2 separate regions of the Mustela erminea genome follow, and region 1 is linked to region 2. Evidence: chromatin contacts called from public Hi-C data. All regions are on one chromosome and are shown on one strand. The core of a region is the stretch at or near the end of the contact, and the rest is flanking DNA. Distances in the headings are between cores, read along the strand shown.

Region 1 (4,642 bases), core at 655-3,154, 450 kb after region 2:
GGCAGCGGCCCCCTCCCGCTGACACCGAGGGCATCCTGCCTTTCAAGTGACCCCAAAACTCAGTATTTCATAGCTTCTCCTGAAGCGAAAGGTCAGCCAAGGCCCTCATCGAGCCCCAACAGAGGTCTGTATCCGAAGAGCATGGGTGACACGGTCCTGTGAGAATACCTTTGGGTAAATACTCCCGGGCCATGCAGGCCTCTGGTTTCAGGAGGGACCATGACCCCGACCCCCAGGACTCGCGTCCCGACGTCGCCCTCCGGCTGCTCAAACAAAGGACCCGGCGTCTAGCGCGTCCCCCACTCACCGCTCAGATAGTTGGTCCACTTGTACAGCACCCCCTCCATGGCGCCCCAGGCCCCTTGGTCCCCGCCGCGCCAGGGCCGTTTCCCCTCGCCCGCCGGCACCTCACTGCCCCAAGCCCCAGGAGGCGAGGAGCACCGGCAGCAGGGCCATAGCCCAGCGCTGCCGAGCCGCCGACTCCCGGCGCCCGGGCCCGGTGCGGGGACGCCTGGCCAGTCTCTCACATCCTCGGCCCGGGGGCGGGGTCACTGCGGCTGCCTCGGCACGGGAGGAAGAGGCTGGCCAGGGGGCCCGCGCGGTGGAGCCGGCGCACTGACCACGAGGAGGCCAAGGCACCCTGTGGGCCCGAGTGGTGGCTGCAGCCTCCAAGTTGACGCTAGCTAGGCAGCGGGTCGCAGGCGGTGCAACCGCAAGCTACCTGAGTCCCCGACCCGCGGGGCCCGGGGCCCGCTTGCGCATGCCCAGGGCGCCGTCCGCGCGCACGTTCCCAAAATCCACTCCGGAGTTTGGCAGCAACCGCGGCGGCGGCGGCGGCGGCGGCAGGGCTGACGTAGCGGGAGGGGCAGGCAGGGAAATTGAGTCCTGGGAGGCGGGATTGCGAGTAAGCGAAGGGTCTGAGGATCCGAAGGATCAGTGTGGCATACAATCATGTTAACGGTACCATAGATTGGGAAGAACCCACCACTCTGTGTTTGGGGGTCAATGTGACCCCTTGGGGTGCCTCCTGCGTCCTACTTCCCAGGGTCCAATTCTTATCTCAAAGGTAATTAATCCCACAAAATCGACCTAGCCAGCAATAGAGCCTACAGAGTTGCTGGGAATTTCACAATAGGATACTGTGAGGCTAGTAAACATGTTGTCTAAACCCTAAGGCCTCGCTGCTGGAAGTGTGATCCACGGACAGCGGCATTGGCTGCACCTACGAGTTTGTCAAAACCGCAGGATCTCACCCCCAGCCCAGGACTCCTGAGTCGACATCTGCATTTTAAACAAGATTCTCGGGGGGATTCCTAAGCATATTAAAGTGTGAGAAATTACTGTGCTAAGGATATTTGTCCAGGGAAAACGTTAACAACAGATTAAGTGGAAAGAGCAGAGTACGAAACAAAGTGTACAATCTGGTCCAAATTATTTTAGGTTTATGTCAGGGAAGCATGCACCAAAAATGTTAAGGTGATTATTTGTAGATGGTGGCGCTACAGACGATCTTTTTTTCTCTCTTTTTCTTTAGCATAAGATTGCCAGATTTAGCATGTAAAATACAGAATGGATTCGTTATTTTCTGAAATTCATATTTAATTCGACTCCTGTATTTTAACCGGAAAAGCTACTTTCGTGTTTTCCAGTCTCTTCCAAATCGACCATAACGAACATGTTTTGCTTTTGAAACTAGGCTAAAAAGGTAAAACAAGTAATTTTAACTAAAATAAGCCCATGTATTTCATCACCGTGATGACTGTTTCTTTTTTAAAGTGGAGGTCTGCGCCTCCTTATCCACGCTAGAAGCTATCATTGACCCTCTACACTACGGTTACCACCTTGTGATAAATATTAGCAGCCATAACATTACGCGGCTTTGTAGAACGCAACGGATCGGGTTTGAGGGCGGAGCTCAACTGCTTTGAGGCTGAACAACTTTAAACGGGACCTTAACCTCTCCCAGCCCAGATATACTTATCCTTTAACTGGGATTAAAGAACCAGCTTTACCCGCAGTGCTGCGAGGTGTGTACGCACGGGAACGCAACGCGCTCTGCGAACCCTACAGAACTATTAAAGTCTTTATCGTCTATACCGTAAATTAAATAATCGCATTAGCAGGAGGGTGGAATCCTGGGGGCGGCCTCTCAGCATCTGCGAGAGTAAACTATTGTTTCCGGAAACCGCTAACCTTTCACCCGGCCCAGTACTCTTCCCAGGAAGCTGAGCCCGCATATTTTACAGATGTAAATCGGGCGGAGGCGTTTCCGGTTAGCCCCGCGCGTCTCCGGGTCCCCAGAAGTCCGACATTGTGAAATTCTTTAATCCTCCGAACTCTAGGACCACTCCCCGCGGTTCGCAGCCAGACCCGCGGACAGCTCCGCCCAGCTGTAATTGTTGCAGCATCATTGGTTTGAGGGTCTCCAGCGGACAGCACCGTAAGCCAATGGGAAGTCGTCTTTCTCCGGCGGCCGAGCTATGTGAGCCAGTCAGACCCGGGTTTGGAGTTTAACTCTTTAGAGATGGGTTCGCCGAGCGTGGGAAAGTTGTAGTGAATGTGCCACGTCTGCTAGGATCGGGGAATAATGAACGTGCCAGAGGCCGTTGTCCTTACGCCTTCAACTATATTCCTAGCTCTATGAAGTGGGGGGTCCTTTCTCTGTTTTTGTGGGAACTTCTTTCCAGCTCCAGCAACATGAGGCTTTTCTTGTGCAACGCGGTGTTGACGCTGTTGGTCACTTCTTTGAGCGGGGCTCTGATCCCTGAACCAGAAGTGAAAATTGAGGTGCTCCAGAAACCTTTCATCTGCCATCGCAAGACCAAAGGGGGGGATTTGATGTTGGTCCACTATGAAGGTTACTTAGAAAAGGATGGCTCCTTATTTCACTCCACGTAAGTAATTGTACCCTGAAGGCGAAGTAGTGAAGAACCCACCCACCTATATGCCAGACCTCGGGCAGGAGAGGTAGCCTGCACCAAGTTTTCACCTCTCTTACAAAAAAAAAAAAAAAAAAAAAAAAAAAAAAAAAAAAAAGGCGATATATTATTTCCTTCTTTGGGAAAGGAAATTGTTTAACCACAATCTTATATAACGGGGCCTGTGAAGTTCTTATTGGAAACGTGGTAAGGATAAGGGGTTAATTTTTTATTATAAAAATTCGCGCTAGAATCTTTGAAATACTGCAGAAATATCTAGATGTATAGTTAGGCGGTACGTAGAAAAAAAAAGGAATTCTTATTTTTCATACTTCATTCCCGAGAGAAAAAGGTCTCAATTCCATTTTTTATTTGGTGTAAGTGAAATTTACTTAAAACTTTACACAGCGACTTCATGAGACGTATACACAATCATTTATTTGCTTGTTGTAGGGTATGCTAATCCAGTCCATTGGTCTATTTAATCTTTGTACTTACAGATAACATTTTGGTCAAGGCACAGTACCATGATTTGTTTCATTATTTGTTTCTTTCTAGAAATTCAAAGACTTCATTGATGGGTGTGGGTGTGGTTATGGAAGATTAATCCAATACCTACAGTGAAGGATTTTCAGGTGGTTACACTATCATTATTTCTGTTCTATAAACAAAGAAATTGCAACATGGAAAAGTTTTACAAGTGTACTGATTTCTAATTAAGCATTGATTCTCTTCATTCCATTCCAAAAGTGTTTATTGAGCATTTCTTTTATGTTAGGTCTTATGCTTGATACTAGGGAGATTAAAAAATTTTTGCTTCTCCATCCTTGTCCATTCATTTATCTGTCCATCTAACAAACCCTTGTTGAGTGCCCACAAGTCAGGCCTTGAGGATGCAAAGATGATTAAGAGTGGATCCTTGTCCTTCAGCAGAACATCATCTACAGAGAGGGGAGGAAGACAAGTCAGTAACTCATGCTATATAGTACAGAATGTTCAGATGTTCACAAGGCATAATGGATCCTTATTTATGATCTGAGAGGTGGACAAAGAGAAAGACTTTTCAGAGACCATAATTGAGATGGGCCTTGAAAGATGGGTGAAAGATTCCTTCTGGTGGAGAATGGGGGCAGAGAGGACATGCCAGGTAGAGAATGGCATGAACTAAAGAAGTGTAACTTTGTGGCCTTTCCTGGATCTGATTTTTGATGACCTGCCATCATTGAGCATTCAGTCCTGGTCTGTTTTTAGAGAAGTGAATGGCACCCTTCTTTGAACTCTGTTAGCCCTTCTAAAACTTTCAAAACAGTGGCTTGCCATAGAATTCGCAACACCTCTGTCTTCTCATCCACAAAGCCAATACCACAGTGAATGTTAAACAATATTAAGGTTTGTGTTTTAAATTTTCTATTACATGTTTATTTTTAGTTCGATGTTGACACAGCCTGATTTCTTTCAGGTCTCAGAACTTATGTGGACTTTGATGGTAGCCATAAGACATTATTTAGCAGTTTGCCATTAAAGTTATAGTATCCGATGAGGGGACTGTTGTCATGTGGCTTCAGTGTAAATGGTCAGGAACTGCTCACCCCGAGCATTGTGACCATGAAATGGTCCACCGTAAAGCACATTTGCCATTTCTAGAACGATAGCCTTGTGGTAATAGCTTAAATCCTTTAGCTGTGAAAATAAATGTGTTCAAACTGTAGTCAGTGCTGGGTGGC
Region 2 (4,768 bases), core at 171-2,670:
TTCACTGTCATTATATTTTTCTTCTGACTACAGCTAGCAATCCCTGGGGGATAATTTGGCCCTTGGGGAGTATTCTGTTCCCTGTCACCCTTTCACCATGATGATCCTGGCATGAATCAGTTATTTAATTAGGGGCTACAAGATGGTGATATTTGAATTCTACCACTCATCTTACATTATTTAGCTAGCATACTTTTGTAAAGAGAACCATTTCCTCATCAACTGGGGCTATTTGGTTACCTTGAAATGCAGCTGTAAGTAGGAGGGCAGAATAAATGTTTATTTTCTTAAATTACAACTTTTCAGGGTAAAGAGTTGCTGTAACAGTCACCATAACAAATGAGGCTTTTAAAAATTGTTTTTTATATATGGTTTACTCTTTTGGTGGGACTTTTATGTTTGACATTTTCAGTCAATTGCAGTCATTATTTTTGGTACTCAAATTGTTCTAAATTTGGCCAGTGGGCATTTCTTCAAGCTGGCTCCCGTGTCCTTTTGAAAGGACCTCGTTTTTCTTGGATACTTCCAGACTTTACTGCCACAAGATGTTCCAAGTGCTCCAGCTTCTGACCTGGCATAAACCATTTCTCCAAGGAGCCCTGGGGCCTTTTAGTGGAGAGTGATATGTGGAGATCAAAATCTAGGTGCCAGGGATAACCACTCCCCTGAGTTCAAATTAATACTTTCATTTCAAAGTTAACCGTATAAGGTTTTATTTCTTGTTTTTATATTTTCATATCTTATTTTACATTGGAGTTTTTGTACCGAATAACATTAACAAATTATTCTTTAAATACTCAAACCAACCCCGTGAGATAGGGGATCATAAGTTATATGACTGTGATCATAATTTATGTTAAAATCGCTATTTTACAAGGAGGAAAGCGATGAGAGGTGCCCGAGCTTACGTGGCCAGTAAATGGCTGCGTCCGGATTTGAAGCCGGCACGCTACTTCCATCCGGAGAGTCCCAGTCATTTCGCAGGGTCGTCACCGAGGTGATCAGGGCTGAGGGTGAGAGAACCAGCATGAGGAGGGAATTGGCCCGTCGTGACCGACCGACTGCTTCAAACCGGGAGGGCAGAGCGGGGGCGCGCTCCCTAACGAGCACGAAACACCTGGGAACCACACATGCACCACCCGAAGATGAGGAAACCTGGTCAGGACCACGCGGCGCAGCCCCCAAAACAAACCCACGGGTCCTGACCCGCCTCCTATGCGTAAGAGCCCGCCCACCCGCCAATCGTACGGAGCCTTGAGCATGGGGGCGGGATAACAGAGGAGCATGGCCAATGAGGAATCGGCTCCCGGTCGCCACACGACGGAGTATTTCCGAGTCCTAACTGGAGAGCGAAGAGGAGGTGGCGGGCTTGGCCAATCAGAAGGGGAGACTCAACATTTGGGACCAGCAGCCAATCAGAAGACTGGTCGCAGCCGAATCGTCCGGCCCACGCTTCCCGCCTTTCCGCTAACTCCAGAGACAGCCGCTAGTCAGCCACGGGAGTTCGGACCGTCGCAGTCTTCTCAGAGTCGTACGGCCGACCCCGGGGCCGCGCGGGTGTCGGGCGGAACATGGCGAACTCGGGCTGTGAGGACCTCCGAGGCCAGGAGGAGGAGAGTTTTCTGTACTTCGCCTACGGTAGCAATCTGCTGACGGAGCGGATCCACCTCCGAAACCCGTCGGCCGCGTTCTGCTGCGTGGCCCGCCTGCAGGTCAGTGCTGCCCGCGCGCGGCCCCTGCAGCGGCGGGTCCACCCTGCGGACGTGGGGACAGGATTTCGAGAAGTCGCTTTCTCGGGGCCGGGGGAATGCGCCTCTTGCTGATAGCAGCACGTCGGGACTGTCTTCTCTGTCTGGCTTCTGCCCTCCTGGTCAAGCCCGCCCGGCAGCTGTGCGCCCCCGGGCCGCCCTGAGCCCCCTGAGGACTTTCCCCCGGGAGGCTCGTTCTGCCCCGACCTGGCCACCACTCTTGCCCACCGACTTAGAAGGGAGTCCGTTGCTCGCTCTCCTCCCTATCACACCTTCGCTGCAAGGCTTGTCAGCTGGAGTTCTGAAACTCCGTTCACCTGTTGCTCGCTCCTGACGGGAGAGGTCCTGAAAGCCGGCACCGTGTCGGGAGTCATAGTAAGGGCCGAGCGCAGTTAAGTCAGACCACTGGATGAACCATAACCCGCCTTGGTAAAAGTCATTGCTCTTCAGGGGCGCCTGGCCGGCTCGGTCGGAGGACCTTGTGACCCTTGGTCTCAGGCCCTGAGTTCGAGCCACACCTTGGGTATAGAGATTACTTAAATAAATAAAAACTTCAAAGTAATTGCTCTTCGGTACAATCCATTCATTCCTTTGGTAGGTTTTTTCCCTTGTAGGTACAGAAATGATAGAGTTAAGTGGGCTGCCTTGAGGACCTGACCAGGTCTATAGGGAGGACACCCCCCCCCCCCCAAATGATGTAGAAAACCTTTTGACATTGCTGAATTAGACAGACATGGTCTCTGCTGTCCTTACCAGGTTCTTAGTTGCAAGCAACAGAAAGTGGCTGATTTAAGCAGGAAATGAATGTGTTGAAAGGCTGTTAGAAGACTCACAGAATGACCACAGAACTGATAAACAGAGGCATAAAGGTGCCTGGCTGAGTCAGTGGGTGGAGCATCTCAGGGTTGTGAGTTCAAGCCCCACTTTGGATGTGGAGCCTACTTCAAAAATAAAACAAAAAACAGGCAGTCATAAAGGGAAGTACAGCAACCACAGCAGCCAATATCACAGACAGAACCAGCCTAGGAGGCCACTGGGGCATCACTGCTGAACTTGGTCAATATGGACACTTAAGTTGTGCATTACTGACCCTCCCTTCTCTGGACCTTGCCTGCTACTGTCAGTATACCCCTGCAGTTCCTGAAACCGGGATGTAGCCACCACCTACAGGGTGGAGTTTCTGCTGTTCTTGGGCACTAGCTTCTAATTCAGAGTCCCAGGTGGGTGTCCTGGTTGGCTAACTCTTGGTCACGTGCCCATGCCCTGACTGCAAGCAGAACTGGGAGAACCAACTGCTGGCATTTGAAGCCTCAGAAATGGGAGTTGGGGTCTAGCACTTTCTACCCCCAGACTCCTAAGGTAGGGAATTGCCCAACTGTAGAAAAGAAGTTCAGATGCTTATAGTTGGGACAAGTGGAAGAGCTATCAAGCAAATGGTTACTGAGGTTCAGATATGGTGAGTTTAAAAAGGAGACATGTTGGGGCGCCTAGGTGGCTCAGTGGGTTAAGCCTCTGCTTTCGGCTCAGGTCATGGTCTCAGGCTCCTGTGATCAAGCCCCACATCGGGCTCTCTGCTCCTCGGGGAGCCTGCTCCCCCCCCCCCCCCCCCCCGCCTGCCTCTCTGCCTTCTTGTGATCTCTGTCTGTCAAATGAATAAGTGAAATCTTTAAAAAAAAAAAAAGACATGTTGTTCCTTCCTCTCAGTTTTGCTGTGACCCTAAAACTGCTCTAAAAAAAAGTGAAGTCTTGGGGTGCCTGGGTAGCTTGGTTGTTAACCTTCTGCCTTCGGCCCAGGTCATTATCCCAGGATCCTGGGATCGAGCCTCATGTTGGGCTTCCTGCTCAGTGGGGGGCCTGCTTCTCCCTCTCCCACTCCCCCTGCTTGTGCGTGCTCACTGTCTCTCTCTCTCTCTCTGTGTCAGGTAAATAAATAAAATCTTTAAAAAAAAAAAAAAAAGAAGAAGTCTTTACCCCAAAAAAAGAGGAGATCTACAAGGTACTATGGGAATGTATGATTTGGGGTCCCGACTTAAGAGCTTAGTAAAGCTCTTCCTGAAAATAATGACTTTTAAGCTGAGACCTGAATGATTGGGCAGGGGGAGACAAAGAAAAGAGAAGGAGCAGCATGTACAAATGACCTCAGGAAAGAAGCTGGATCATCCAGCTGCTGAGGCTGGAGTTTAGTGTTGAGGAGGATATAGCTTGTCAACTAAAAAGGTAGTGAAGGACTGCGTGCTACTGGACCACAGAAGCCAAAAAAGACTGGTCTTTATCTTGAGAGCAATAAAAAGATCCATTGCAGAATATAAGCAAATGAAAAATTAGATTTACAACTTTGAAAGTTCATTCTGGTTGCTATGGAAAATGGGTTGGAAGGGAAGACAACAGTGGATGTGTGGAGCCCAGTTAGAAAGGTTTTGTAGTAATCCATGCTAAAGATAATGGCACCTTGAAATGGAGTGGTAGCAGTGGAGGGTAGATGGGTTGGGGAGGTATTTAGGAAATAATAAGGTTAGGCCTTGGTAACTGCTTGTGAAGGGAGGATGAGGTAACAGGGGTGACTAAGGTTTTTGGTGCAATAAGGTGGATGATGGTGATATTTGTAAAGAGAAGAGGAGAATCAGTTTTGGAGGGAAAATCAAGCTCAGCTTAAACATACTGAGTTCAGATGCTTGTTACACATCCAAGTGAGCAGAAAAACATTAGTGAGCATTTATTAAGTACTCACTGTGTGGTGGGTCCTGTTCTAAGCACTTTTGAAGTTTAGAAGAGAGATCTGGGTTGGATTAAAAGATGATTGGAATATTGGATGGTATTTGTAGTCATCGGAGGGGATAGATTGTCTTGAGCAAATTGCTGATGAACAAGAAAAGGGGCCTGAACTAAGCCCTTAGCAACTCTACCATTTAAACACCAGGTACGGTGGAGGAGTTATCAAAGGGAATTTAGATCAGGGGACAGTCTGAAAGTCAGGAAGGCAGATCAAGACAGGGTGGTTAACTATGGCAGAAGTAGGTGAA

Evidence for each region. A called contact is a pair of places that touch in the nucleus more often than the background predicts.
Region 1: a contact with region 2 is called in a Hi-C map of skeletal muscle, with 16 times the contacts expected there. The contact joins the promoter of FKBP14 here to the promoter of GGCT in region 2. A contact is called at or near these places in 2 of 3 Hi-C or Micro-C datasets (skeletal muscle and spleen).

Annotation. Positions count from the first base shown.
Region 1 is chr11:46,070,912-46,075,553 of mMusErm1.Pri, forward strand. FKBP14 (peptidyl-prolyl cis-trans isomerase FKBP14) reads left to right here and starts at 1,905. Exons shown (of 5, transcript XM_032304355.1): 1 at 1,905-2,027; 2 at 2,343-2,894. The coding sequence starts at 2,641. PLEKHA8 (pleckstrin homology domain-containing family A member 8) reads right to left here and starts at 792. Exons shown (of 14, transcript XM_032304354.1): 1 at 308-792. The coding sequence starts at 347.
Region 2 is chr11:45,625,194-45,629,961 of mMusErm1.Pri, forward strand. It overlaps GGCT (gamma-glutamylcyclotransferase), which reads left to right and starts at 1,421. Exons shown (of 4, transcript XM_032304056.1): 1 at 1,421-1,712. The coding sequence starts at 1,572.